Regions from separate parts of the Sus scrofa genome. Here all the other regions are linked to region 4. The links are chromatin contacts, called in public Hi-C and HiChIP or PLAC-seq maps. All regions are on one chromosome and are shown on one strand. The core of a region is the stretch at or near the end of the contact, and the rest is flanking DNA. Distances in the headings are between cores, read along the strand shown.

Region 1 (5,724 bases), core at 647-3,146, 320 kb after region 4:
ATTTAAAACAAACTGAATGCAATTCCTTGTAATATATTTCAGGATTTAGTGTTCCAAAGACAAAACAACGGAAAGAGAGAGAGAAAAAGGAAGAAAGAATGAAAGAGGAAGGTAGGAAAGTAGGAAGGGAGGGAGAGAGGGAAGGACAAAGGCAGGCAAAAGGAAGAAAAAGAAATGAGGGTCACAGTCCTGCAACAGCATCTGTAAATGCACAGAAAACTAGAGAACTCATGTTTTCCTCGTCTGTCTAAGTCAAAAAGTTCAACGTGGATCTTAGGTTTGTGAAAGAGAACTCATTGTAGAGGTACTAGCCCCAAACTTACACATGGAACCTCTCAAGCAGACGCTTTGTACCACTAAGGTATTTTGCTTGAAGCACAGGATTTGATTTGACTTGAGCTATTTCCACTTGCTTTGCTCATCTCCTTCTTTCCCACTCCCTAACTAAAATACACCCTGAACTGTCCAATCTTTCATCATTCCTGTGCGAACACTAACTGACTGAGGCCGGCTCTCACCCCACCCCTTTCCAAGTTGGACTGTCTCTCTGCACTTTTTTGGGTAAGATTCAAGTTAAGAAAGGTGCTGTAAGTCATTAAGCATCCTCTATTGCTTCTTTAAGGGCTATTTCAAGACGTTCCAAGTACTTCACCCTGGCTGGGCTACGATATCTGAGACTTTTCCCCCTTCAAATCTAAGCTAATAGAGAGTCTTTTTTAAAAGAATGGACAAACATTCCAGAGAAGTTCTGTTTTTCCCCCAACAGGTCTGCCCATCCCTACAAGCTGCATTCTTATAAGAATAGTCCCAAAGTGAGTCACGACAACAAAAGAAACAGAGAGTTTCTCAATGTGACACAGGGAGAATTTTTTTATTTGAATTTGCATGTTGTTTATATTTTCAAAGAGGAACTGGAAGAAAGGGGTTTCACTCTCATTGAGTATATCCAGTCATGAGTTCTTTTTGAGCTCTGCTGTTTGCTCTGTTCCCCTCAGCAGTGAATACTTGGAATGGGGGACTATGACTCAATTTCCCTTGCTTTCATCTCACTCATTCTTTCATCCATCTTTCCCAACATGCCATGAGTAAATTCTTTGCCAGTGTTGATTCCAAACTTCAGTTCTAACCGCATCACCCTACCAATCCCTCCCCATTTGGGGAGGTCCAAGTTTCCACCCTTTCAAAGTTCTTCATAACCCTGCCTCATTTCTGTTACTTCCCTCGCATGGAACTGCCTCAGCTAACCTTCTCTGTGTGTCCTTTCTCTGCTCTTTCCCGGAAAAAATATTTTGCTAAAATGCCTCATTCCCCTTCCCCTTCAGTATTTGCTCTCCATGTTTATAAATAACTACTCTGAATTTCATCTAAAATCCTTCTCAAAGGAATGTTTTTGCCTTCAATTACACTGTTTTTTACACATCATTTGTCATTATCTGCCTAGTGCATAAAAGGCTGCCTGTGAGATATAGTCTTCCAATCAATCTTGATTTAATAAACAAGTAAATCACATGGGCCCTTGCTGCTGCCAATTTTATTAACAATCACCTTTCCTTGGGTTAAGAATAATGAGAACTCTGATTGTGTGCTCTGGTTTGGTCCCCCTGCCAAGATCGATATGTGAACATGTTCGATACTGCACAGTGAGGCATGGCTGGGTAGTAGCCCACAAAACAAAAGGAAAAGAGTTCTAAAGCTCGGCAGGTGTCAGTGGATGGGGAGGGAAGGAAAGGGATGGATAGAGAAGCAGGAGGACAGAAGGAAAGCAACTCTGTGGGAAAATGACTAAATCCAAAATTAGCATAATGTTCAGTTTCATTTTAGGGAGGGGATCTGCACCAGAGCTGCAAGATGAAATCGGAGGATACTGTTAACATGTAGGAAACCCTGGTGTGGCAGCAGGTGCAGAAGCCCTATTAATGGAACAGAGGAACTGCTGCAGTAGGGAGAAGTACAGCTCGGGGGGAAATCCAGGTCATCCAAAAGGGAAAATGGAACAAGGAAGCCTCATAGGTTATGCTGGAGTGGGTGGAATTGGAACTGACATTTATTTAAATACTTCTTGGGTCACGCTTAGTCAGAGAAATGAGTGAGATGGACTCTCTATATAAGAAAATGAGTCCAGCTTTGGAACCAAGAAACCCAGAGGGAGGAAAAAGGAGAGAGACTGAGAGTAACTTTCATGAATGGGTCTTGTCACTCCTTGGGCTTCTATTTCTTAATCTGTAAAATGAAGAGAGGACTGTACGCCCTTTGGCCCTGCTGGTTTGTTTAAAAGGTGAAAAGCCACTAAAAGCCAAATGATAAATTAATTATCGTTGCTATTATTTTCTCAAATTGGGATTGAAAGTCTCCATTAATTCAGTCTAGACGTTAACACACTACTAAACGTTACCTTTAAAAACTGAGGAGTTTCCTTGTGGTGCAGCGGGCTAAGGATCTGATCTTACTGTGGTACAGGTTTGATCTCTGGCCCAGGAACTTCCAAATGTGGCAGTCGTGCAAAAAAAAAAAAAAAAAAAAAAATAGGAAAAAAGAAAAAAAGAAAAGAATGACAAGGTGGGTGGAGCTGGTTTATAGAGCTACTGTTTGGAGACCAATGCTTTACGCTTTGGTGATATTCATGGAAGACCTGCAGTTACCATTAAAAATAACACCTCCCATGTGCCAGGCATAGTGCTCAGAGCATTACCTCTTACCTTTCAATCCCCACAAAAGCCTGGGTATGTTGATGTTATGATCTACACTCTTCAATAGAGAGGTTAAGCCTCACCCAAAGTCATACTGATCATTGGGCTGCAGGATCTCTGACTTCAAAGATATTACTGTCCCACTAATCCAGTTCTTCTCAAAACTTTATTATTTTAACATAAAACTTTTTTCCCCCTAAATGCTACTCAGAAATCCAATGTGAAGCAGTGAGGCTGTTCTTCTGAAACAAACATGAGTGAGAGGAATTCCTACCTACTTAGCTTCTCCCACATGCGCTCTTCACACCCACCCCCCCAAACAGCATCTCGAAAGACAGTTTCTGTGCTCCCCTGGAGTTCCTGGAATATAGGTGGGAAGTTTCCATTTCACTATGCCTACTGAAAATACAAGGGCTATCCATTTGAAAGGAGAGGGGGAACATGCTTTAAAGAGCAAAATGCTTTTCTGCCAGCACTGGAGCAGTTTGTGTAAATGAGAGTGTGTCTCTTCACATCAGTTCTGACGGCATTCCTCGCGGGTCACGTAAGAGACATTTATTCAGTACTTGTCATGGACAAAGTACATAATGAGGCTGATTATTGCTCTGAGGCATTTCACATGAAATGGGTAAAAGGGAAGAAAAATCAGCCTGTGGTACTGTTGCGCCAGTCATATAAGCCATGGCTGCCATTTGTCTGCTGTGCAGTCTTGGGAAATTCACCATGATATGGAGCCTCAATTTCTCATTTGTGAAAATGAAAAATGAATTGGTTGGGGTCAGGTTCTGACCAAGCACTGTCTCATTTCTAGAGCCCTCTAATACGTGTGAAGCATCTCTGCAGCCTTATTCATCTGTTTTCCAAACCAACTACTTCTCCGTCCCAGGCAAAGTGCACTACTGCCTAAACAGGTTGTGTTGTTTCTTTGTTCTCTTTTTGGTAGATAAGGTCTTGCTTTGTGGCGGGGTGGTAAACACTTCACTGATGTCTGATTTAATCATTATTATTACTTTATAAGAGTTTACTGAAAAACTACAATGTTCCAGGCTTATGGGGGCATCACGGGAGAAGCAAAGCCGAATTCCAAGGGCTGACCTTCTTTTCCTGATTACCCGTGCTTTCCAATTCCACACTCAGCTGTTGCCCCTTCTAGAAAGTCTTCCCTCATCATAACTTCTGAGGTGAGTCCCAATGTTCTGAACCACCACTGGGCACCAGAATCCCCTAGCAAGCTTTACTATTATTATTATTGTTATTATCATTATTATTATTGTAAGAACACTTGACATGAGAACTACCTTCTTAACAAATTAATGAGCGCACAACACTATGTGGTTAACTATAGGTACCATGTCCTACAGCAGATCGCTAGAACCTATCCATGTTGTATAACTGAAACTTTATACTTACTGGATGGCAGCTCCCTATTCCCCCCCCTCCCCCACTCCACCCTCTAGAAACCCTCGTTTTACCCTGTTTCTAGGAATCCGACTACCTGAGACACTTCACATACATGGAATTCCATGGTATTTGCCCTGTGACTGGCTAATCTCACTTGGCATACACGCCCTTGTGGCTCATCCATGTGGCAGGATTTCCTTCTTTTTTAAAGGCTGAGTAATCTTCCACTGAATGTATATACCCCATTTTAAAGTATGTCTAATTCCCACGGTGTAAACATTGCCGTGACGGACAGTCACTACCTATCAATGTGACGTCACTAAGTGCAGAGATGCACGCTGCACACTATGATATAGTATTTCCCCCACACAGACGCAAAGATGCGAATAGTCTTAAGAACACAGCTAATAATAAAATGTGGTAAAAACCATTAGAAAGTGATGCGTTCTGAGCATCTCTTACCTTTGCTTTTAATGTAAGCTATTGAAACTTGATTAAATATAATTTAAATAATGGCTTTCACTCAACATATTTTCTCTCTCTCTCCTTCCCTCAGTTGGATAATCTACTACAGGTCTTGGTCTGAAGTAGTCTTGGTCTCTTACACAAAACAACAACATAAAGTCAGGAATATTAGAAAAGTCACCTGTTGTAGTGGAAAGAAACTAGTCCATCAATTTAAGAGACTGAGGACCTGCAGCTTGTAGCTCCATCCACATGGTTTGAAAGCCTCACGATGCTCAAGGATTTGAAGGGAAATTAACCCGCACCCAAAAATACCACTGTAAAAACATTGGCTACACCTGTGTTAATTCTATTATACTAAAATAAAATTAAAGCACCAAAGGAGAATGTTGGGGGAGCATGCCTGCATTCCTGGCCATTTTCTAATGATTTATGCAGCTGCTCAATGAATAAGACAAACACACTTGAGAAAGAAAATGTTACAAATTAAGCAAAAAAAGAAGTCTAGAGGTGGTGATAGAAGCATTTCTGAGATCCTGTTCACTTTTTTCAACTTGTTGTTGTTGTCGGACTTAGTTATAGCACCAGCTTACTCCACTTGATTAAGAGGGTAACATGTGAAGCCATCAGATGAAAATCAGCCTCACAGGGATGAACGAGAATATTCAAAATGATATCCTGATTTTTTTTAAAGCAAAACACATTGCAGAATACAAAATAAGTCTAAGAAAGTAATAGCCATTACTCCCACTCAGTCACTCAGCACTATTGAAACGGACAGTGAAATTTCACTGGGAAAAAATTGCAATCATTTTCTGTACTTGTTTCTGTTATTAGCTACCTAGGCAGTAGGTTATTAAACAAAGAATTGCAGAATTGCTGATAAGCTTCTTGGGCCAGGTCCTATGTGGGTAGCTGCTTTCGAGTTTAAATGTGTTATGCTTTCTGCTGAAGTTGGTAGAAAAAATTGAAGCTCCTCTCCAGGGTCCAAAAAAAAAAAAAAAAAGACTAGTAGAGAGGTGAACAACGAAGAAAAATACGTTTGAACTCCATGAGACTTGGACTCAGGTTACTAACACCACCGATTCCTAATTGGATGACCTTGGCTCTCTTGCCTCTCACTTTCTCCACTACCAAATGGGACGTAATGTCACCAACATCACAGGACAGC
Region 2 (5,860 bases), core at 649-3,148, 480 kb after region 4:
AGACTGGCGCCCCCAACTCCATAACAATACTCCCCAAATGCACCTTCTTTCCCAGGTAAGAAAAGTCATCACTGGGAGTTTGCAGTTAGTAGATGCAAACTATTACATTCAGAATGGATGGGCAATGGAATCCTGCTGTATAGCATGGGGAACTGCGTCCAGTCTCTTGGGATAGAATATGATGGGGGATGAGGTGAGAAAAAGAATGTACATATATGTATGACGTATAACTAGGTCATTTGGTTGTATGGCAGAAATTGGCACAACATTATAAATCAACTATACTTGAATTTAAAAATATAGGGAAAAAATCATCAAATGTCATCATCAAATTTCCCCAAAACTCCAAGTTATATCTCAGTGGCAGGATTCAAAGCCAATTGTTCACTCCAATCAGGATCTTTCAGAGAGCTGAAATTCCCAAACACATTAGACCAGACACAATGCACTCTGCCCTTAGAGATTTCAGGACAGTAGGATTTACCTTCAGCAATTTTCCCCTGTACCCTTTGCTCTCAGATAGCCTTGAACTTCACTCACTCTTCTTTTTCAAATGGTAGCCACCCACCAAAGTCACCGGAGCAAAGCCTAGCTTCCATTATTTTTGGAACACCTATTTTCTGATATAGAAGGTGTAAAGCCTTACATGGCTCTGCCTGGGTCGTGCTATATTAATACTACCTGTAATACTTTCCACTCGGGGTTAGATAAATATTCCCTGTCTGCCAAATAAGAATATAGGAACGTTAAAACCCATGAACAAAATAAATATTTTTAAACTAGGTCATTTTCATTAGTGGGGCCTCTGTTTTTTCATGGCTGTTGTGATCAAATCATTATTCTCCATAATCAGATTGGTTCTTTTAATGACTTTGGAAGGAAAATCAACCCCTTTTACTGCTGCTCAAAGGATACCCATGTGCTGTCACCAGATATCAGTTGAGTCTCAGCCACAGAACAAGGAGGCAACACAGTCATTAAATTCAGAAATCAAGGAATTCCCGCCACGGCGCAGTGGAACCCCTGATTTCTGATTTTTTTTATGGCCACACCCATGGCATTTGGAGGTTTTGGGGCTAGGGATCGAGTTCAAATCGCAGCTGCAACCTGAGCCAAAGCTGCGGCAATAGCAGATCCTTTAACCCAGTGTTCCCAGCTGAGGATGGAACCTCTACTCTGCAGCTACCTGAGTCACTGCAGTGACACGCCACGTATATCCAGCTTCTTGGGAGATTTCTCTTCCATTTAGTTCTGGACTTTTAAAAACCATTCTCCAGCTGCAGAGTCAGATGGCCTTTGGTTTCATCTTTTTAACCCACTGCCTCCCACCTTTTGCAAGAATCCTCCAGTTTCTACTCTCCTGCTACTATGTTGCTGCTCTAAGGCCGGCTGGGACCCCTCTGCTCTCTGAAGCCTTCTCTGCTCACCCTTGGCACATCAGCATCTCCTTTTGGGAATTAACAAATCTCATTGCAGCTTTCCCAAGCACTTAGAACACCGCAGCTCATAAACCAGGATTTAAAACAACAGCGAAAATCTATGCCTTTTTATCTCCTCCAGTTTACAAGGCTTCTGCCCTGTAGCATGAGAACATCAATAATTTATCGTGATTCTCCAAGTAAACTAAAAGTGCAAACCACACTAACGAAACCTCGTAAGTCTAGAACTGCACTCATGCCCACGGAGGAGTCACAAAATTAATGACCTCCATGAACTCTGTCCAAAAACATCCCACAGCACTTTGCCATTTTCACATCTCACAGCACTTTACCATTTTAAGAGATCAAGAAGCTTTTGCCCTCTTCACCACCAATCTGCTGGCTGCTGCCAAAGAGCACACATGGCCAGGATAGGAAGTGTGTGCTTCAAACTGGAAAATTACAAATATGTGAACCAGCTTTTGAAATTCCCCTTTGCACTGGACTAGAGCCAGGACACCACGTCTTACACTTCCAGCCGTGCATGAAAGCTGTTTGGGGATTTTTCTAATCCAGGGCCCACAGGACGTTTTTATGCTGACTTCCAGGGGACAAGGCCCTGAGTGAAAGCCTATCTTGCCACAGTCTGACTTTTATATCTTTTTTATGTATTTAAATGTGTCACAGCGGCTACCCACATCTGCTATTTTATTGCAGCCCATTAAGAAATGGGATGAAAGATTTGAGCCCATCATTGCTTTTTCAGGAAGGATTTAAATCCCAAATCTGAAACCAAAGATATCTCCAGAAGGTCCGAAATAGCAGAAAGCCCCACCAAATCTCAGCATGTATGAGCTTATTCGTGTGAAAATATTGTCAACAAAGACCTTTGCAAACCTAGGGCAGCACTTTCAAGGCAACTCTAGAAGATCTAACAAGGACTTTGACCTGAGCATGTTGTTTAGAACTCAAGGTTGGCAGGCACACATGATTTTTTAAAAAAATCATTACTCATTGTTGTTAATAGGAATAATTCACATAACAACTGTTTGTTAGCCAAACACTCATGTTTGATACGAACCTCAGGAAGAATTTCCAATTTTTTCAGCCTGCTTCCTGTTCGTCCCCCCCCCCACCCCGCACCCCACACCCACACCCCCCTGGGCCCAGCAGCAGCACAGGATGACTAAGATCAAGTGTCCGTCACACCGTGTGTGTGCAAACCAGCACGTGTCGACATCACGCTCTTCTTTAAGGAATTCACACCAAAAAGATGGTAAGGAAAGAGCAAAGCTGAGTGTCAGAGCTGACTTCCAATCAGGAAATCCCACCTGGAAGCAAGCCAGCTTCCGCTCCTTTGAATTAAGCCAGAAAGACGTGACCTTTCTTGTAAATGAATGTACAACCCTTTGGCACGACCACGGTCGACTTCTGCCTTGAATATGACTCTTAGTCATTAGGTAACAAGTGAATTTCTGAAAAAGACCTTGGTTCGACAACAAAGTCTGAATATGCAAGACGGCAGCATTAAACTAGATGGTCATGCTCCTTTAAAAATTCACTTTTAAGTGTTCTACCTTCAATGCTTATACTCAGGAATAGCATCTGAGACTAGGCAGTCTAATACACTGCTGTTGAGAAGATAAATATTGAAATGCTATTTTATTTTATTTTATTTTTGTCTTCTTAGGGCCACACTCATGGCACACGGAGGTCCCCAGGCTAGGGGTCGAATCAGAGCTGCAGCTGCCGGCCTACACCACAGCCACTGCAACAAGGGATCCAAGCCGCATCTGCAACCTACACCACAGCTCACAGCAACACTGGATCCTTAACCACTGAGTCCTCAAGGATACTAGTCGGTTTTGTAACCACTGAGCCACAATGGGAATTCAAAAATGTTAACAGTATATGTTATTTCTGAATGCTAGAAAATCTGTTTTTATTATAATTTTTATTATGTTTAAAAAAATCACCAGCCCAGAGAACCAGTTTTTGTTTTGGTTTGGTCATTAATAGTATTGATTTTTTTTCTCCGTTTCTGGTTCTACTCTTTTTTTTTTTTTTTTTGTCTCTTGTCTTTTGTCATTTTAGGGCCACACCTGAGGCATGCGGAGGTTCCCAAGCTAGGGGTCAAATCAGAGCTGCAGCTTCCAGCCTACACTACAGCCACAGCAATGCTGGATCCAAGCCACATCTTTGACCCACACCATAGCTCACGGCAATGCCAAATCCTTAACCCACTGAGTAAGGCCAAGGATCAAACCGAGTTCTCACGGATACGAGTCGGGTTTGTTAACCACTGAGCCATGCCGAGAACTCCTGGTTCTAGTTTATTTTTTGTTTGTCTGCTTGTTGTTTAAGAAGTCAGGTTATTAAGATACCTGTAACTACACAGACAAAAGGATTTTTCTCCCAAGTAGAATTCCAGATTACCCTGTTTTGTTGATGTTTTCCTGCTGACCTGGTGAAGCCCTTCTCACCTGCATCAGGAGGAGGAAAACCACCTCAGGTTGGATAGTTAAAGTCACACAGATGAGCTCTACCACCTGGTTAAGGATTGAGGATCCTGAATGGATTGTTGTGAACACAACTAAAGATCCATACTGGTTGGGAGTTCCCGTCGTGGCGCAGTGGTTAATGAATCCGACTAGGAACCATGAGGTTGCGGGTTCGGTCCCTGTCCTTGCTCAGTGGGTTCACGATCCGGCGTTGCCGTGAGTTGTGGTGTAGGTTGCAGACGCGGCTCGGATCCCGTGTTGCTGTGGCTCTGGCGTAGGCTGGTGGCTCCAGCTCCAATTCGACCCCTAGCCTGGGAACCTCCATATGCCATGGGAGCGGCCCAAGAAATAGCAACAACAACAACAACAACAACAAAAGACAAAAAGACAAAAAAAAAAAAAAAGATCCATACTGGTTGGCAGTCATCACACATCCTCTGGTTCCATAATTTTATGTCCTAGGCCATTGGGATGAGGTCCTTACTCTGACGCTCCAATGGGGTTGGGGGTAGTTCTTGTTAAACACACACACACACACACACACACATACACACACGATCAAATTATCCTTTCATTTTCCAAACAAGCACAAAACATCACCCTGCTAATGAACAGTGTCTCCAGCTACCACCATCCTATTATGCCTACTGGAGACCATTCTTTCTACTCAAAAAAATCCATTCTCACCAAGAGAAGGTGACCTATTCTAATCTGTCATTTTCTTCCTTTACATCATTTTTCCCTTTTAGGTCATTTCCAAAATAGGAAGGTAAGTACATGTTTTAAATCATCTGTGGCACTGCCTTAAATTATGTCATTTCTTAAAGAAGGAGAAGGAAGAGGAGAGGGAGGGGGAGGAGGAAGAAAGAAAGGGGAAGGGAAGGAAGGGAACAGAAGGAGAGGTAAGGAAAAGAAAAGGAAAGGAAAAGAAAAAGAAGAGAAAAAACAAGGAAAGAAAAGACAAGGAAAGGGGACGGAAGGGAAGAGAAGGAAAGGGAAGGAAAGAAAAGAGAAAAAGAAAGAAAAACAACATCAGTAGTTCCTCTACTACTGAAGTTCACCTGTGAGGCAATGTCTTGGTGTCGGTCAAGCCAGTAAGCAATTCAGGCAGGTTCACGGCGAGCTGTACAGATGCATTTCTGGCTAAATAAATAAATAAATACCCATTTGACTTATTCATTTGGCAAGAGCAGGTTCCCATGGCAAAGGCTGATCTAAAAAATCTCCTTTATAAAAATTTACAGAGTGTTTCATTCAGTATTTGAAAGGAAAGCCCAATGTGAGAAGAGAAGCAGTATTTTACAGTTTATCAAGAATGAGTAGAGGACCCTTCTTACAAATTATAATTTAAATATTTCCCCATATTTGACTATGTCATACACATATTCTGTAGAATTCCTTCCCATGTGCTTAAATAATCACAAGTGGTGTAAAATCTACCAAAAGTAATGTGATGTGTCACAGTAGTTTCGAGTGCAAATATCTGATACCAAAAGAAACATCATGAAACTATTCTTCAGAGTACAGATGGTACTATGCTTCAGAGTATGTCTGGCTCTAGAACAAGCTAAGGAATGGAGGGAAACCAGAGGCTTTTTACTGCTTTCCACCTCCCTAACCCACGACCACAATGGGACATGATCACCAAGACCCCCTCCACTGCAGAAAGATGCAGGTGCTTCTCAAGGTCCATCTTCACTAAGAACAAATAGAATCCACTGATAATTTCCCCCAAACCACAGCAAGTTAATGTCAACGGTACCAGAGTAGAATGAGATAGTTTACATTTAGGATATAAGTGAATCCACTTAGGATATAAGTGAATTCATTTTTGTTGTTGTTGTTGTTGTTGCTATTTCTTGGGCCGCTCCCGCGGCATATGGAGGTTCCCAGGCTAGGGGTCCAATCGGAGCTGCAGCCACCGGCCTACGCCAGAGCCAC
Region 3 (5,845 bases), core at 3,337-5,836, 270 kb after region 4:
GAAGAATACATATTAAGACTGTATAATCAAAGTAAACTGTTTATGATATTGAAAAAAGAAGTGGGGACTAGAAATCCGTTTTTAAGAAGTTCTTCAAGGCAAATTCTGTCTGCACTCAAGTTTCAGAAACACCGTGTGACAAGTTTTGGTAGCATCCATTAGTTCACACATGTGGAAATTTTGCTGCTTCATGCACATTTTCTTCTAGGCAATAGGACAAAAAAACAGTGATATTGGAATCATAAAGTTTAGCAGAAAGGGGAAAAAAATTCCTCTACTATTATGCAGAAGAAGCTAGAGCACTTTTGACTCTATTTTTAGAAAATTATAAAGGAACACTGCACCCAGGGCTTCTTTCCAAAACAGCACATGCGATGGTCTAGCACTGCTCTCCACTCTTGGCAGGTGCCCTTCCCCCTGTTCTCACCTTTAAGAAGCCCTCTGATCAGAGGGCCTCTTCCATTTGCATCATTTCGGTGCCTACCAGTGAGCGTTTCCACTTGACTCATTTTTTTTCCTACATGTTTAATGCCCTCTGAAGCAGCTCTAAGGAGACTGAGCTGCTTGTCTGCCAATGTCCAAGTTGACATCTCAAGTACCAAGAGTTACTTTTACTAGTGCCTTGATTACAAAATTGCATAGATTTTGTGCATCCTGTTCAGCCTAATTTCCCCCCAAAGCCTTATTATTTTTAGGGCACAATTTTGCCAAAGGAGTTTTCTCCATTATTTAAGAACACATTTATCCTGGTACAGCAAGAAATTCCTGCACTTTTTGATGTATGTAGAATTTTGTTTATAACAATAAACTACTTTAACTTGAAAAAAGTTAGATCTTATTTTTCTATTAGTCACCTAGAAAGTTTACATCTGCCCTAAATGACTAATAGTTAATACAACTAAATTTTACAGTCCAACTGTGCACATGTATATATACAGTTTACCTGGTAACAGCTTAGAAATTAGTTCCAAAAGCTGTAACTTCCAAATGAAAGGTTTAAAAGTCACCCTGATATTTTAAACTTGCAGACACCTAGAAGCACTAACTTATTTTTTTATCTAGACATTTGCAAATATGAAAACACCACTGAAAAGACATTTAACACAAACAGATATAATGAGATTAAATCATTAACCCATTAAAACATATGTACCATGAGCACTGTTGAATTTGCAAATTGAGCAATTAAGATTATAAACAAAAATATAATTGAAATTAAAACCAAAATGAAAATTATATTCAGTATTATATTTGAATCATTCCAAATCATTCAAAGAAAACAACTAGTCATTGGATTTTACCCAACAGAAGGTAAAAGCTAAATGTCTTCCAAAAATTACTTGTTTCTGGCAAAAATCTACCATCTGTTGTCTCAATGAACACAAACGAACTACGTTTTTTTCCCCCTGGATCTATCTTTACAAAATCATCAAATAGACATTTTTCAGCTATCACTATGGATTTTTTAAAAGGCTGGTCAAATGTATAAAGTCTGCACTATAATATTTAAAAGGGTGAAAAAGACATAAACCCTAACAATAAATGTAACTGAATGAAAGGAAAGAATTTCACAGGTTCATAGAATTTCAAAACAGCATTGGAGACAACACTGCAGGCTTTCTAGTTCTTTATTCCCTGAGGATTCTCTTTAGAATCACTTCTGACACATGGTCACCCAGCTTCCTTTTGAACATGTACACGTGGCTATTTTTTTGGTGAGGAAATCTATTTAGGAGCACCTTTATTTCTTAGGAAATTCCTCCTTTCACTGAGCCAAAATATGACTCCACGTAACTTCCACTTGTTAATCCTAGCTTTAGTGGTCTACAATGTTTCACAACCTAAATCTAATTCTTCTTCATAATAGTTTTAAATACTGGAGATAGTTAACGTGAAATTCCCACGACCTTCAAATTTTTCAACTAATCATTAGGAACTTGATTTTTTTTTCTTTTTTTGGTCTTTTTAGGGCCTCACCTGACACATATGAAAGTTCCCAGGCTAGGTAGGGGTCGAACTAGAGCTGCAGTTGCCAGCCTACACCACAGTGACAGCAATACATCTTTGACCTACACCACAACTCACGGGCAACGCCAGATCCTTAACCCACTGAGTGAGGCCAGGCATTGAACCTGTGTCCTCACGGATACTAGTCCGGTTCATTACCACTGAGCCACAAAAGGAACTCTATGAACTTCATTTTTTTTTCCCATTAAGAATAGTGTCTAGCCATCACCACTTGATAGCCATCATTGCTTTCTCTACATATACTCAAGCCAAGAAAGCTTGTACTTCTAAAAAAGTGGTCCCTAGAAATAAACACAGAACTAAAGGTGTGATCTTTCTGACAGGGAGTATAAAGACTATTACCTCTTTTCTTATAGACAGTAAACTTCCACCTACAATGCTTAGTTTAGTACTACCTTTTTTTCAGTGATATTTTTATACTGTTCATACATTGCTGTAGTTACCTAAAACCTCCAGCATTATTACTAAACTGCTATAAATTACTGTTAAGCTACTAACCTTCTGACACTGAGTAAGTTAACAGTTTGTAATGCTAATAGGGATATTGGGATTGACTGCTTCTACACCCTGTTCCCCCCAAATGTGGGAGTGATTCACTGGGCAACCTTACTTTGGCATGATTCTCTTGATATCATGAGGGTCTTAACCAAAAAAACTGGGTGAATAAAGTCCTTGAAAGTAAAGCATTTGCTCATTCCATCAGTACAGCATCACTTGAAAGAAAGGGGAAAGCAAAAGAAGGCAAGGAGGGGGGGAGGAAAGAAAACAAAACAAGTTTGAAAAAATTAATCTTAGTGAACCCATAATTTCTAAAAGTCCCTGCTTCCTTTTTCTACGTGCTCATTGATCAGATTTTTTTAATGAGAAGAGAAACCAAAAGTTTGCATTTTTTACATAGCATCCAGTTTTCAGATCCATAGTCAAAATTTTGCATCTTGTTTAATTCACTTACCATGTTTTGTACTCAAAACAAGTACAGCCTTTCTGACAAAAGAAAAGACAAAAATCCCAGGCAGGCATGCAAATGTCCTAGGATCACCACTTAAGAGAGAGAGCCACTCCCTCATCCCAACATTCCTTTGACCACCATTTCTGGACGTGGAGTTGAACCAAAGAAATGACTAAAATCACATCAGTCAGAAATAGATCAGAGTGAAGAACATTTGCACATTACATACAGCCCATTAACTTGTACTCTGAATAGCACTTTTTGAAAGAGAACCAGTCACAGTATCATATCCTTTTATTACCCTCCTTTCATTTGTCATTCCTTGTCTTGGGACAATCTGAACTAATCTTCAACTCAGGCAATGACGTTAGAGAATGTTTGGAACTTTATATTTTTCTTGTCAAATTTCAAAGATTTAATATAACACATGTTATAATTTAAGAACATGAAGGGACACGGAGAACATTTAGGCCTGACACCGCACAGGAGGTTCTACACTTGATTTTTTTTTTTTTTTTCGGTCTTTTTAGGGCCACACCCACAGTATATGGAAGTTCCCAGGCTAGGGGTTGAATCGGAGCTGTAGTCACTGGCCTATACCACAGCCACAGCAACGCAGATCCGAGCCACATCTGAAACCTACACCACAGTTCACAGATACTTAACCCAAAGAGCAAGGCCAGGGATCGAACCCAGGTCCTCATGGATACCAGTAGGGTTCGTTAACCATGGAGCCACAATGGGAACTTCCATATTTGCTTCTTAAACAGCCTAGATTTGCTACCAACAGGAGGAAAGTAGTTCACTACTTAGATGAGCAAATTTAACTTTGAGCCTTAAGGCAAAATGATACTAAGGGTGAGGTATCATGAGCAATTGGTTGATGGTTGAGAAAACTTTCAAAGCTTTACTATTACACAGAGAGTGTGTTATATGAATTCAAAAGGGCAATCACAGATTATAAATAAAATATGAGAGCATAATGATGGTTAAGAATTTATCCTATGAAGTCAAACCACCTTCAAGTCCTAGCTCCACTACTTACTCTGTGACACTGCACAGGTTATCTAAAAATCTCAGTGTCTCTATATCCTCATCTACAAAATGGAATAATAATGCCACCTACGTCATGATATTGTCTCAGGGATTAAAACAAGTTAATGCATATTTAGTATATAAAGACATATCATAAGTGTTCAATAAGCATAAGCTACATTTATGCTATTTTAACCCTGTACTTTATGCTTAGGAAAAAAACACTAGAAGGAAGGTCTAGTGTTATAAACATTATAACCCTGTCTATAGCATTCTGCACTGTCTACCATGGATTATACAATGAGCTACAATTGTTTATTCAATAACTTTCTACAACTGTTGATAAAATGAGCCCATGTTACTTAAATAATCAGAGTGAGGTAGATGGGTGGATACCTAGAGAAAAATATTCCAATTATCCTTTTTTACTCCAGAGTTTTTGTCTTCTTGGTTACATATATATCTTGAGATTATATTTAATAACCAGCTTTGCCAGTGGTAACCAGGCACAAAGAAAAATAATCCAGCTTATGCAACTCTAACTCACATGAGACTGATTTGTGTCAAAGAACCAACAGAATAATTTATGAGGCTCCGACTGCCAAACAGACTGATATTCATGTTGGCTGTTCAACACATTCTCTTCTTAGGAGAGAAGTCTACTCAGGAAATCAAATGAAGATCAAGCTGCCTGGTGAGTAAGAGCTGGGAAAGTCTGCAGAAATAGCCCGACTCACGCAATCAGTGGTTCTACCATTAAAAATGAGTCTCTTTCCTGAAGGGCTGTGGAGATATGCTCCCCCAGTCCTTTCCAAGTTCTCTCTCTAGTTCTTGAATAGTATTCACATCCACATTTCCTGTTTGTTTTAGGGAAAAAGCCTCTGATAAGCATTCATCTTCAATCGCACTTGACCTCCAATCAGAGAGGCTGATACTTTAACTCCCAATACTTATGTAACCCTTTATTCTCCATGATTCCCAAAAAGCAAAGATAATTTCCCAGAAGAAACCAATTCATCCTTCTCACTATTTGCTGTGCTATGCCATAATGTACACCAATAAATTCATTTACTTCCGCCCACAAAGGAACAATTGTAGAAATCTCTAAAGAAGGTATGCAAATGCACTATAGGTAAATGATGATAAAGGGGATGAAACTCCAACCACAGTCCTCATTATGTCTGAGTTCTTTCATTATTTTCAGAAGCTCTACTAATCATAAGTTCTGCAGATGCTTCAAATTTTATCCAGAAGCTGTTGAGTTCACCCCACAAACATCCTACATTTATTCCATTATGAACCGTGTGTGTGCAGCAACTCATCCTTTTAAGAGGCAAGAATCTGGAACTCTCTACACTGGATAGGAAAGGAAACAGACGATACGTGTGAAAAAAAAAAATATGTTCATAGACAAATTAATCACAGTAGAGTGAGAGAGAGATTAATACTGGCCCAATGAGGTTTCAGCACCACATCGTGTATGGAAATATTACAAATATGGTCCATGCTGAATCATAAGGAAAAGAAAAGACATCTGAGTTATTTTCAATATTCCTCATTTAAAAAAAAAAATCACAGGCAGGAATAGGCACAGAAAATTCTGGAGAATCAACAAAATGTTTTGTATGTTTGTAAATATTTCCCAAAATATTATCAGTCTCCAGGATATGTCATCTCCTCATTTTTGACTCAGTCAAATATGCCAGCCACATTTCAACCAAAGATGTTTGCTTAATACATAAATAAAGTTTAATACACTATAGACTCTTGCATTTGGAAGAAAATCTCCAAATGCCAAATGAAGCCAACTGTTAAATCATAAATCATAATATG
Region 4 (5,928 bases), core at 1,195-3,694:
TGGTCTTGCCTCAGAAATGAACCACATCCATTCAGTGTTTGCTTCATCACACTGCTCATGGTGTTTGCTTCTTCCCTAAGGCTGGCCCTGCTGGAGGACCATTTCTGCTTCCAACGTGAAAGGCTTGGTGGCTGGGTCAGTAAGCAGGGATATGATCCCTTGTCTGTTAGCATTGCCCTGGAAAGGGGTTGAGAATTTTCTGTAATTTTTTTGGAGCATAGTTGATTTACCATGCAGTGTTCATTTCTGCTGTATAGCAAAGTGATTTGGCCGTACATATAGAAACATCCATTCCCATATAGGTTATCACAGAATGTTAGGAAGAGTTCCCTATGCTATACAGCAGGTCCCCATTGACCATCCATTCTATATAAAATAGTGTGTATATGCCATCCCAAGCTCCCAGTCCTTCCCTCCCCACCCACCCCTTCCCCTTTGGTAATAGCAAGTTTTTTTTCAAAGTCTGTGAAGTGTTTCTATTTTGTAAGTTTATTTGTATTATTTTTTTAGATTCCACATATAAGTGATACCATAGCTGTCTCTCTCTGTCTGACTTACTTCACTTAGTATGATAATCTCTAAGGTTCATCCATGTTGCTACACATGCCATCATTTCATTCTTTTTTATGGCTGAGTAGTATTCCATTGTCTATATGTACCATATCTTCTTTATCCATTCTTCTGTTGATGGACATTTCAGTGGCTTCCATGTCTTGGTATTGTAAATACTGCTGCTATGAACACTGGGGTGCATATATTCTTTGAATTATGGCTTTCTCCAAAGAGACGCCCAGGAGTGGAATTGCTGGATCACATGGTAATTCTACGTTTAGTTTTCTGAGGAACCCCCATACTGTTTTTCATACTTATACCAATTTGTATTCTCACCAACCATGTAGGAAGGTTCCCTTTGGGTGAGACTTTTTTAAATGCCCTCATTTTGTTTACATTTCAGAGAAGATGAAGCTCATTCATCATTTTTCTTACCAGCTGTTTCCCACATTGTTTTCCTTGCCCACACTCTAGCCTTTCTAAAAAAATTAATGACCAATTAACAGTTCTGTTCAGAAGCACTTCTAGAAAATAATGGGCTTCTGTTTAGCAAAGGGTCTTTTTTTTTTCTTCTTTTTTAGGGCCACACCCAGGCATATGGGGGTTCCTAGGCTAGAGGTCGACTCAGACCTGTAGCTGCCAACCTGTACCACAGCCACAGCCGTGCCAGATCCAAGCCATGTCTGTGACCTATACCACAATTCCTGGCAACACCAGATCTTTAACCCACTGAGCAAGGCCAGAGATCGCACCTACGTCCTCATGGATACGAGTCAGATTCGTTTCTACGGAGCCACGGCAGAAACTCCCCAGCAAAGGGTCCTGCAGTGATCACTTTTCCCATTTAATGATTACAAATGGAAACTGTGTCAACCTCCAGCAGCATCAGGACTGATTGTGGCCTCTGCTGATTCTGGAGAGCCCTGGTCCTTCGTAGCTGTGATTTCTTCCTCTGCTGCCCCTCCATGGCTTTGTCTCTGTCGGCAGATGAACTTTCCCTTGGGTATAAAATGGATTCTGACTGGATGAGCTGATGTCCCTTTGGTGTTCTGAAGAATCTTTGATTCTGGAATTGGTAGCGACTGGCAGAGGCTACCACTTACCTTAACTCTACCCCTGTGGCCTCCCTTGAAAAGCGGGTATCAAACAGCATCGAGAGGCAGCACAGCACGCAAGAAGTAATTGCTCGCCAACGCGTACTTCTAATGCAAACAGAGAGCCTTTAGCCACAGTGCATGGGACTGGAGCATTTTATGTGAAAATGTGAAGTTTTCTGATCACTTTCTGTAAAGAAGTTTTCACAGGGTCTGAACCTCTTGGGGCTCTTTCTATCTCAAGTTCAAGTTACTTAGATAGTGATGAAGAATGTTTTATAGGCCCCAGTGGTAAATGATAGACTAGAGAAAAAGCATTCTTGGGCTATGGAATGCAGCAAAACTTAATCTCTCTGTTTGGCTTTTCATCCACCGGGCTTGCTGAAAACTTTAAATGATTAACCTTTCTCTCTTCAGCCTGCAAGGTCTCCAAAGTTTCCATCGAGAGCCTGACATCAGAGATCACCCAGCTCAGGGGGTCTTAATTATTTAGAAGACCCTCAATCTCAGTCTAGTGGCTTTTTCTTGGGATGATAGACAGACTCTAGACCCAGGATCCTTTTCCTTTGCAGTATTTATAAAGCAGAATAAATCAATGAGACCAAACAGCAAAAGGCAATCGTTTATTTTTAAATATCCCCTGCTAAGTGGTTGAATGGTTAGATTCCTTATAGTTGGTCGGCAACTCAGAGTCTACTAAACTTTGAAACATTCAGCCATGTTGACCTAAGCTTCCAAACTCTGTATAAAAGATCCCAAACCACAGGCCTGGACATGCCCCAAGGAAAGGAGCAGAGGGTGACATGATGTAGCAAGATGCTGCTTGCCCTCGTCCAAATCTCATGACCCAACCACACAGCCCTAACAGGATCATGTTAAGTTGCTTTAGTAAACTAAGAGCCGTGAAAGAGGAACTTGGGAATTGACTGGGACATAAGGTTTTTCTTACTGAAGAAAAGCTCCAAAGCCATGCAGACGAATGACGGTGTCCAGGCAACACTGGGCTTCTGCCTCTTCAGGAAAATGTCCCTGTAGGAGGGCTTGCTTGCCCTCTGGCCACAGAATTATCAGAGCAGCGTCTCAGTTACCCACTTTCATTTTCAAAGGTCTCCCATCCAAAAGAGCCTTTGCTGAGAATTTGCCAAGAGCCTCCCTCCTGCTTTATCGGTGTTCCTCCTCTTTGCATTCTGCGTGCGGTACTCAAAAATTTTTTCTCCAGAGTAAGGGTCATACTGCTCCTTTAAAAATGAAAGTGAGAGGGAGAGGGAGGCGAGACAGGGAAAGCAGCCACACTAAATTTAGAATTGGGGTAGGGCTTGGTGATTTACAGAGTACCAAGGGTGTGGAAGGGAGGTTTCTAGAAGTCCACAGGCTAAGCTTGGCTTCCAAAAGAACTCAGGGGCTTATACACATGCCTCCCAGAACATTCAGAAGAGAAGAATCGATGCCTGTGACAGATGGAACTCATGGAATATTTTAAACTGGGTCGAATTTGGTGCCCCATCACTAACAAGAGTGGTCCAGAGAACCTGCTTGGCACGTATCCTTCCAAGGAGTTAGGTGTGAATATTTAATATGAAACCTGGGTTCAGAGCCCACGTGGGTGAACTCGGGCAGTTTGGTCTCCCCCGGAGGTCCTGAGACACAGCATCAGTGGAGTTTTGCTTTTCTGCCCAAGCTGTGCAGTGCTTGCTGGCCTGAGTCTCTGCGGCTTTCAGGTCACTAGTGCTAGTGACAGTCCCATTAAAACAGGGCATGTAATTCTGCAGGAGGGAAGGAAGAAGATAAAGAGAAACCTGGCAGTAGGCCTGGTCAATCCTCTTATCAGGGTCACTCAGCCCTCAGCGTCTCGGAGGGATTTCCAGGCCAAAAGTCATTCTTTTGTATTTGTTTTATAATCATAGTGGCACTTCCTCAACTCCCCCATAAAACATGTGCTTTCCACAGAGACCAACTCCATCAAATGTCATTTCCAAGTTCAAGTTGGACATAACCAGCTCATCTTTTTTTCCTTCCCGGGCTCTGTTTCCTAGGTAATCCCCTCCAGATACATGGTTCACTCTGTCAGTTTGAAATCATATTGATTGTCACCCCTGCACAAGTCTGGAGATGTGCAGTATTTCCTACTTGTCCAATTTCCCTTGTAAGGAGTGTTCTCGATTCTTAATTTCAAGAGATGGCTGCAGGAACTTCTGCTACCACATTCGAGGTCTGGGTGAGGAGGAGGAATGAACACAGGGGGTAATAACACACATTTATTGGTGTCGCTTATGGTAGAAAAAAAGTTCCTACACCCGATGCACATGACCCGAAGAGTTAAATAGAACATTTTCAAGTGAACACATGCCCCAGCCCAGCGAAGTCCACCCCAGATAAAAAGCTTTTTAAAGGTCACATCCAGAGTGTTCTGCAAGCATCTCATGAGCCAGAACCATGTCACAGAGGCACACCCTCCACCTCACCCCCAGTTGCAAGAGACTGGGAAGCACAATCATAGATTTTCTTTTTTCCTTTTTGGTTTTGCTTTTTTCTTTATTATCCCAGTTGGGAATCTGCCAGTCAGGAGCAAGTCCAGAATGAGCTATTTGAGGGCATGGAAATTAAAAGTATCCACCCCACCCACCATGTTGTTGGCGGCGGCAGGGGCCGGGGATTTAAGCGTCTCTGGGCAGAGCCCCTAAGAGTGTGTGACGAGCTGGTGGCGCGTGAGAATAGTGTTTCCTTCTCTCTCCCCATGTTTCCTCCTCACGGGCTGGAGCTTTCCCACCCAGTGGAGCACTGCCTTGATGCCACAGTCTATTTTCTGTCTAATTAAGTCTACTGAATAATGTCATCTCTAGGGGAAGATGAGTGCCAGAAGAAAAAATATTCTCCTCATTGACAGAGCATTTCCAACTAGAAAGGCCACTTTGCACAGTGGCGTTTTGCAATTCTTGCAGGAGCACTTAACTGTCAATTCCGAGAGCTGTTCTGCAAGCTGTTCGAAACTCATAAAAATGGTTTCCGATTCTGCCTATGTCCGAATTCAATGAAATGGCAGTCTCATATTTGGCACCCATACCCAATTCTGACCACATCCGCAGATTTCACACTAGCACAGGCACACACTTTTGCACGATTTTAAGATCTTTATTAAGTCCTCCATCAGGGTGTCTAAATGTGTTATCAGTCTAAACAGAAAATTAAACATCCTACAGGACTGCTGATTGCACATTCTATGCGGGGGAAGAGCACTGGACAGGGGAGGCACATAACCTGACAATGTATTGACTGGACTTTGATGCCTCTGTTCTGATACTAACAAAGCACCGCTGTGAATAGGCAGAGTCCAGGAAGCAGAGTGAATGAAACTAGATGTGTGTGAAACAAGCTGAAGAGGGGGAAAGGGGCAAGTTTGTTGGTTGTAGTGCTGGTGGGCGATGGTACTCTGGCTGAGAAACTGCTGCTGCAAAACCCAAATCTACAGGGTGTGTGCAATTTAAAACTCGGATTCTGCCTTCCTGAGGCAAGGCAGAAAGACACAGGGATTGTTTAGTTCTCTGATGTTAAGCCTCAAGACAATTTTGCAACTTGTGACCTGAAGAGATCGCTTATCCATAAAACAACAGGAATAAAAGATTTCCACATGTGAATTTATAAAACATGTTTATTGCTCATAGGCAAAAGGGAGAAGGAGGAGGAGGAAGGGAGGGAAGAAGGGAAAGGGAGTATAAAGAAGAAAACAAAAGAAAAACATTCTGGGAGTTCCCATCGTGGTGCCATGGAAACGAATGCCACTAGGAACCATGAGGTTGAGGGTTCGATCCCTGGCCTCGCTCAATGGGTTAAGGATCCAGTGTTGCCGTGAGCTGTGGTGTTGGTTGCAGACCCAGCTCACATCTGTTGTTGCTGTGGCTGTGGTGTAGGCCGGCAGCTACAGCTCCGATTTGACCCCTAGCCTGGGAACCTCCATATACCGCAGGGACGGCCCTGAAAAAAGACAAAAAGGACAAACAAACAAACGACAAAAAAACCAAAAAACAAACAAACAAAAAATTCTGTGTACCTATATATTTTACTGTTACTGGTAATCTTGGACCACGTGACTCGGTTCAATTTATTTGTGTTAATTTAAATGGAGAGAGAGATTTTCCATAAAAAATGCAAAAATTATGTATATATATATATATTTAAATAATATAAGCAAAAAACTAGGGCATATATATATTGTCAGCTCAGCAACAATGTAGGAAAAAAAACCCCCAAAACCCATAGATAATTAAGAATGTAGCTAATAACTCTC
Region 5 (5,413 bases), core at 2,239-4,738, 500 kb after region 4:
GTGGGCTGCCAGATGTCTAGCACCTCCACTTGGCTGTGTCAGCTTGGTCCAGTTACTGAACTTGGCGGGTTTCTGTTGGTTGGTTTGAAACCTCGGGAGCTTCCGAGTGAAATCTGAAACTGGGCTCAAACACAGAGGGTAAGGAGAGCCTGTCGAAAGAGGCATCCACTCCAGATTGAGAGGTGGCAGGTTTAGGAAGAAGGGAACTTACATAGGAGGCTTCTCTTGGGTGCTGCAAGACCAGATCTCCACACCCACCCGCCAGAACCTTAAACGTGTATTTAGAGACTCTAATGGGGTTCAGTCACGTGTTCAGTCCTGATGGTCTCAACAACGCATTATCCTCTCAAAGCTACATCCTTAAAAATGGCTCCCACTGTGGGACTGTGAGTGGAATGTATATTCCAAGGACAGGGCACGGGGCAGGATTGTTGAGGAGCTTCTGATTGCGTGGGTCCAGCCAGAGGGTCAACCAGTGGTCGCATCCTCCAATGACTTCATCCAGCACCATTTCTCCACCCGTAAAATGGGAGCACCCATGGTGCATGTCTGCAGATATCTTGTGAGGATTTTTGAAATAATGCTACGTCATAGTGTTATTGTCGTTTCAGATATGTTTCTTTTTAAAGCAAAAGGTTAAGCTTTCTTACTGAGATTTTCAGTGTATCCAAATTACATAGGGTTATCACATGCTGAAATTTCACCAGGGACCGTCCTCACGCAGCATGATGCTATGATGACTGAAATGTGTGTGGGAACTGCGTCCTCACTTTGCCTGGTTCGCTGGTCACTGACATTAGCCCAGCAAAGCAAGGACTATCTGTGTATGCAAAGCACTGGCCTAGATTCTTTATTTCATATCCGTACAGTCCTCACTTCCCTCTCTGTAATGTTCTTACTGTATTCCCCATTTTTTGCAGAGGGAACTAAGTAAGGCTTAAGAATGTTCGTGAAATTTTCCTAGATCCCAAATCTATCAGTCAAACCCAGGTATGGATGGCATCAAAGGCCACATTTTTCCCACTGACATATGCTTGGTGCTTTCTCTGAGAATAAAGTAGAATAACAATGTATATACAGATGGCCGACAAGCACATGAAAAGATGCTCGGCATCAGTAATTATTAGAGAAATTCCAATCAAAACTACAATGAGGTATTACTCAAACTGATCAGAATGGCCATCATCAAAAAGTCTACAAATAATAAAGGCCAGAGAGGGTGTGGAGAAAAGGAAACCCTCCTGTGCTATTAGTGGAGCCGTAAATTGGTGCAGTCACTATGGAGAACAGTATGGATATTCCTTTAAAAACTAAAAATAGAGTTACTACAGGATCCCGCAGTCCCACTTCTGGGCAATTATCCAGAGAAAACTCTAATTCCAAAAGATACATGCAGAGTTCTCTGGTGGCTCAGTGGGTTAAGGATCCGGCGTTTTCATTGCTGTGGCTTGGATCACTCTTGTGGTGTGGATTCAGTCTCTAACCCAGGAGCTTCCATGTGCTGCAGGCATGGCCAAAAAAAAAGGATACATGCACCCCAGTGTTCATAGCATTACTGTTTACAATAGCCAAGACATTGAAGCAACCTAAGTGTCCATCGACAGATGAATGGATCAAGAAAGTGTGGTAGATGTATTCAGTGGAGTATTATTCAGCCATAAAAAGGAATGCAGTAATGTCACTTGCAGCAACACAGACAGACTTGGAGATTATCGTACTAAATGAAGTAAGTCAGACAGAAAAAGGCAAATATCAGATGATATAGCTTATATGTAGAATCTAAAAAAAAATGATAACAAAAATGAAATTATTTACAAAACAGAAATAGACTCACAGACCTACAAAACAAACTTAAGGTAATCCAAGGGGGAAGAGGAAGTAAGGGATAAATTAGGAGTTTGGGATTAACATATACACACTACTATATATAAAACAGATTAACAACAAGGACCTACTGTATAGCAGAGGGAGCTGTATTCAGTATCTTATAACCTATAATGAAAAAGAATCTGAAAAAGAAAATATATATATCTGAATCACTTTGCTATACACCTAAAACTAATATATAGTAAATCAATTGTACTTCAACTTTTTTTTGAAAAAGTATATATGTTTTTTAAGGTCTCAATTCAAATGGAATGCTTTCTCAAGTATTTGATAAATAGCAAAGAAATTTTTGTTTCAAGTTATTTTTACATCTTCAGTATTTAGAGCATATTCCAGCCATCAATAATATTTTGTTACATGGAGCCTAATCGTTGTTAAAAAGAAAAATCAGCAAGTATATGGAGGCTCCCTTTATTCTGCGTATATTTTTTCAATCTTACTGAATACCTTGAAAATTTCTTTCAGTATACATTGGATTTGCCATTTCAGAAGTGGTTATGTCACTGTTTTAATCTCATAAAGCAGAGTTTGCGGAAATAAAAATGTTGGTTTTCTCTCTGAGATGAGGAGGTGAACAAAGGTTTTAATCTGACATGCAAACTGAAAAATAGGAACATCTGTTTGTGATGTTGAGATCTGGCTTCAGTGTGTATTCCTTCATGTTCAGCCAACACAGGCCAGGTATTATTATGATGCACTGGGCTAGATGGTCTAAAATACCTTCCTACTTATCTTTACTTTATATGCATTTTTGTTCAGTTGTATTTGTAGAAAAAGGATGTGTTTGGAGGATGACATAAGAGCAACTTATTGAGTGATAATAGTGTGGCAGACCCTGAACTAAGTGCCCAAGAGGCTGTATTTCATTTAATTCTCACAAGCACTCTCTAAAGTAGGTTCTCTTACTATTTCCATTTTAAGAAGGAGTAAACTGAAGGACAGAGGGTTGAAGACATGTGTCCAAGGTCACACAGCTAGGAAGTGATGGAGCCAGGATTTTAAACAGCCGATATGGCTCTAGCCTGGAGCCATCCTCCTTGTTTCCATACCGACTCAAGCTCCATCTCTTGCTTAGTTGCTTCACAACTTCTTTCACTATTTTAAAATAATTCTTCGCCCATTTTTATTAGCATTATCAAGTCATAGTTCAACTCAGCTTATCCTGCAAAAGTGTGTCATGAATCATAGATTATTTTTTGCACATAATCATTTTCAGATAAGCTGCAGTAAGACTCACCGGCTCCTTAATTTTCCAGAAATTGCTCACTTGCATGCACAGGATTCATGTTCTTTGCTCTTGGCAAGCAGACATTGCCACTTGCCCTAAGTCTTGAAACTGACCTAGTCTCCTCTTAATAGTTTAGGGAATCAGCAGCTTTGGCGATGCAGTATTTTTGTGGATTCCAACAAAGGAGTCAAGGAGAAGATAACCTCTCCAAAGATCACTATCTAACTAGCGAGACCAATTTATCCACTTGATGGTGAAAGTTGTGAATTGTTCAAAAGTTTTCTAAAGCACGCAATGTCACTGGCTTGACTCTCCTGACTGCCAAATTGGAGGAGGCAAGAGAGATGGCATGTTCTCGATAAACAGTTCTGCAGCTGTTGAAAAGGTCAAGTGGTTTAGCAAGTTCTTGCCTAAGGACAGCCCTTTGCCTCCCAGTCCACAGGCTTGCTTTAGAATGTAGGAAAGTGAACCGCCCTGAGCTCAGCTAACTACTCAGGCAAGTAGCATTAATGCGGAGTCTGCCTCCCTTGGGACACGGAGAGCTACCCCTTGCCAAGGAAGTTCCTGACTACACTGTTAGTGCAAGGAAACCCAAGGTGAGGTGCATTCAGGCCCAAATAAGCCCAGGAGTCTGGTCAGAGACTGGGAGTTTGGAAGCAGAATTATTTAGGTTCGGGCTCTAAACTTCATGATCACCAACCACCTCCTTCACTGTGAAGCCTGTGCAGTGCTGTGTATCCCTAAAGCAGCTCTCCATTTGGAATCCATAAAATGCATTTATTTGTTGGAGTTCCTGCTGTGACATAGTGGGTTAGAGATCTGGCATTGTCTCTGTGAGGGTGAGGGTTCAATCCCCAGCCCGGCTCAGTGGGTTTAAAATCTGGTATTGCCACAGCTATGGCGTAGGTCACAGCTGCAGCTTGGATCTGATCCCTGGCCTGGGAACTTCCATATGCAGCAGGTGTGGGTGAAAAAGGGAAAAAAAAAAAAAAAAACCATGGCACACACACGTTTGTTAATAACTGGTGTAAAGTTATTCGAGCCTAAGGGTTATTTTTTCCCTTTAAAATACTTCTTCTCAATAATCCTGTAATGAAAAAAAAAGGAACCTGCATTTATCCAAACATCATTAAATATACTTTAACATATATATTCTTCCAGCCAATATAGAAATTCTACTTTTTAAATCTGATTATCACTTCCTAAGGCATCATTTGTCTGTAACATGGGGCAAATGTCAAAAGAATTACAGGAGCATTTGAGGTCTGATCATTGAAACTTCAGAATTGGATGTGATGGGTAGACCACGACCACTCTTCCTTCTCCAACTACCTTGTGAATATAAATCACCTGGGGATCCTGCGATTCACATTCACGCCCTGCTCTGCATTGTCAGCAAGCTCCTGGGAGATGGCACTGATGCTATGGCATTGAAGGGCAAGGCCACAGAAGGCAAATTCTAGGATAGTGCAGAGCTTCTCAAAACCAGCATGGCTATATCACATCTGATAAGGGATTCCAGAGCTAATGCCCACTGGATGCACAATGATTCATTTTGTTTATAAAATTCTAGTTCTAGCTTCGTTGAGACTTAATGTGGTCTCCTTAAAAGGTTGGGTACCCACCAGACCAACTGGAAATTCTGCCCTTGTCTGTTCTGCATAATACCATAACTGCAAAAAAAAAAAAATTTAATGTAGTCTTGCTTCTTATTCTTGATCCCTGTTCCTACGATTTGTACTTTTTCTTTAAACAGTTTGTGCACATATCTTCCTTTGTGGATATTGGTGAAACACGTATCTTATACTCCAACCCATTCAAGAAATATACCTTCAGGATCTTTAGGACACCATTGTATGGGCAGGCCCTGGCACCACCAATTTCACAATAATGGAAGGAGAGAACTGTGTTGAAACAAATGAAATCTTTGTTGACATTTAGCACGGAGAAAGATTTTTGAGGTCCTTCAGCTCTTTAAAGCTTTTCTGGGAGCTCCCATTGTGACTAAGTGGGTTAAGAATTCAACTAGTATCCATGAGGATGTGAGTTCGATCCCTGGCCTCACTTGGTGGGCTAAAGGATCTGGCATTGCTATGAGCTGAGGTGTAGGTCACAGACGCAGCTTGGATCTGACGTTGCTGTGGCTGTGGTGGAGGCCAGCTACAGCTCCAATTTGACCCCTAGCCTGGTAACTTCCATATGCCAAGGGTGAGGCCCTAAAAAGACAAAAAAAAAAAAAATTCTAAGACAATCAGCTTCATGCATAAATATGTAGGAATAGGGGGGTTTAACAATCAA

What was found. Hi-C and Micro-C count contacts between places; a contact is called where the count stands out from the background. HiChIP or PLAC-seq counts read pairs in DNA pulled down with a chosen protein or histone mark.
Region 1: a contact with region 4 is called in an H3K27ac HiChIP or PLAC-seq map of skeletal muscle. The contact joins two enhancer-like sites. A contact is called at or near these places in 3 of 47 Hi-C or Micro-C datasets (embryonic fibroblasts and skeletal muscle) and 1 of 2 datasets of contacts at active chromatin or transcription factors (skeletal muscle).
Region 2: a contact with region 4 is called in a Hi-C map of subcutaneous adipose tissue, with 1.9 times the contacts expected there. The contact joins two enhancer-like sites. A contact is called at or near these places in 5 of 47 Hi-C or Micro-C datasets (embryonic fibroblasts, heart right ventricle, skeletal muscle and 1 more) and 1 of 2 datasets of contacts at active chromatin or transcription factors (skeletal muscle).
Region 3: a contact with region 4 is called in an H3K27ac HiChIP or PLAC-seq map of skeletal muscle, with 4 times the contacts expected there. The contact joins two enhancer-like sites. A contact is called at or near these places in 2 of 47 Hi-C or Micro-C datasets (fibroblasts and skeletal muscle) and 1 of 2 datasets of contacts at active chromatin or transcription factors (skeletal muscle).
Region 5: a contact with region 4 is called in an H3K27ac HiChIP or PLAC-seq map of skeletal muscle. The contact joins two enhancer-like sites. A contact is called at or near these places in 5 of 47 Hi-C or Micro-C datasets (embryonic fibroblasts, heart right ventricle, skeletal muscle and 1 more) and 2 of 2 datasets of contacts at active chromatin or transcription factors (alveolar macrophages and skeletal muscle).

Annotation. Positions count from the first base shown.
Region 1 is chr12:10,713,250-10,718,973 of Sscrofa11.1, forward strand. No RefSeq gene overlaps it. Among named protein-coding and RNA genes, the nearest start is that of KCNJ16, 180 kb to the left of the region's middle. Within about 2 kb of position 1,897, at least 4 of the 83 cell types and tissues checked have an H3K27ac peak or open chromatin away from gene starts, as enhancers often do. A contact at or near this core is called in skeletal muscle, where this site is marked.
Region 2 is chr12:10,863,458-10,869,317 of Sscrofa11.1, forward strand. No RefSeq gene overlaps it. Among named protein-coding and RNA genes, the nearest start is that of MAP2K6, 150 kb to the right of the region's middle. Within about 2 kb of position 1,899, at least 12 of the 83 cell types and tissues checked have an H3K27ac peak or open chromatin away from gene starts, as enhancers often do. A contact at or near this core is called in subcutaneous adipose tissue, where this site is marked.
Region 3 is chr12:10,653,760-10,659,604 of Sscrofa11.1, forward strand. No RefSeq gene overlaps it. Among named protein-coding and RNA genes, the nearest start is that of KCNJ16, 120 kb to the left of the region's middle. Within about 2 kb of position 4,587, at least 1 of the 83 cell types and tissues checked has an H3K27ac peak or open chromatin away from gene starts, as enhancers often do. A contact at or near this core is called in skeletal muscle, where this site is marked.
Region 4 is chr12:10,387,902-10,393,829 of Sscrofa11.1, forward strand. It overlaps KCNJ16 (inward rectifier potassium channel 16), which reads right to left. Exons shown (of 3, transcript XM_021066712.1): 3 at 5,271-5,928. Among named protein-coding and RNA genes, the nearest start is that of KCNJ2, 34 kb to the left of the region's middle. Within about 2 kb of position 2,445, at least 20 of the 83 cell types and tissues checked have an H3K27ac peak or open chromatin away from gene starts, as enhancers often do. A contact at or near this core is called in skeletal muscle and subcutaneous adipose tissue, where this site is marked.
Region 5 is chr12:10,882,718-10,888,130 of Sscrofa11.1, forward strand. No RefSeq gene overlaps it. Among named protein-coding and RNA genes, the nearest start is that of MAP2K6, 130 kb to the right of the region's middle. Within about 2 kb of position 3,489, at least 3 of the 83 cell types and tissues checked have an H3K27ac peak or open chromatin away from gene starts, as enhancers often do. A contact at or near this core is called in skeletal muscle, where this site is marked.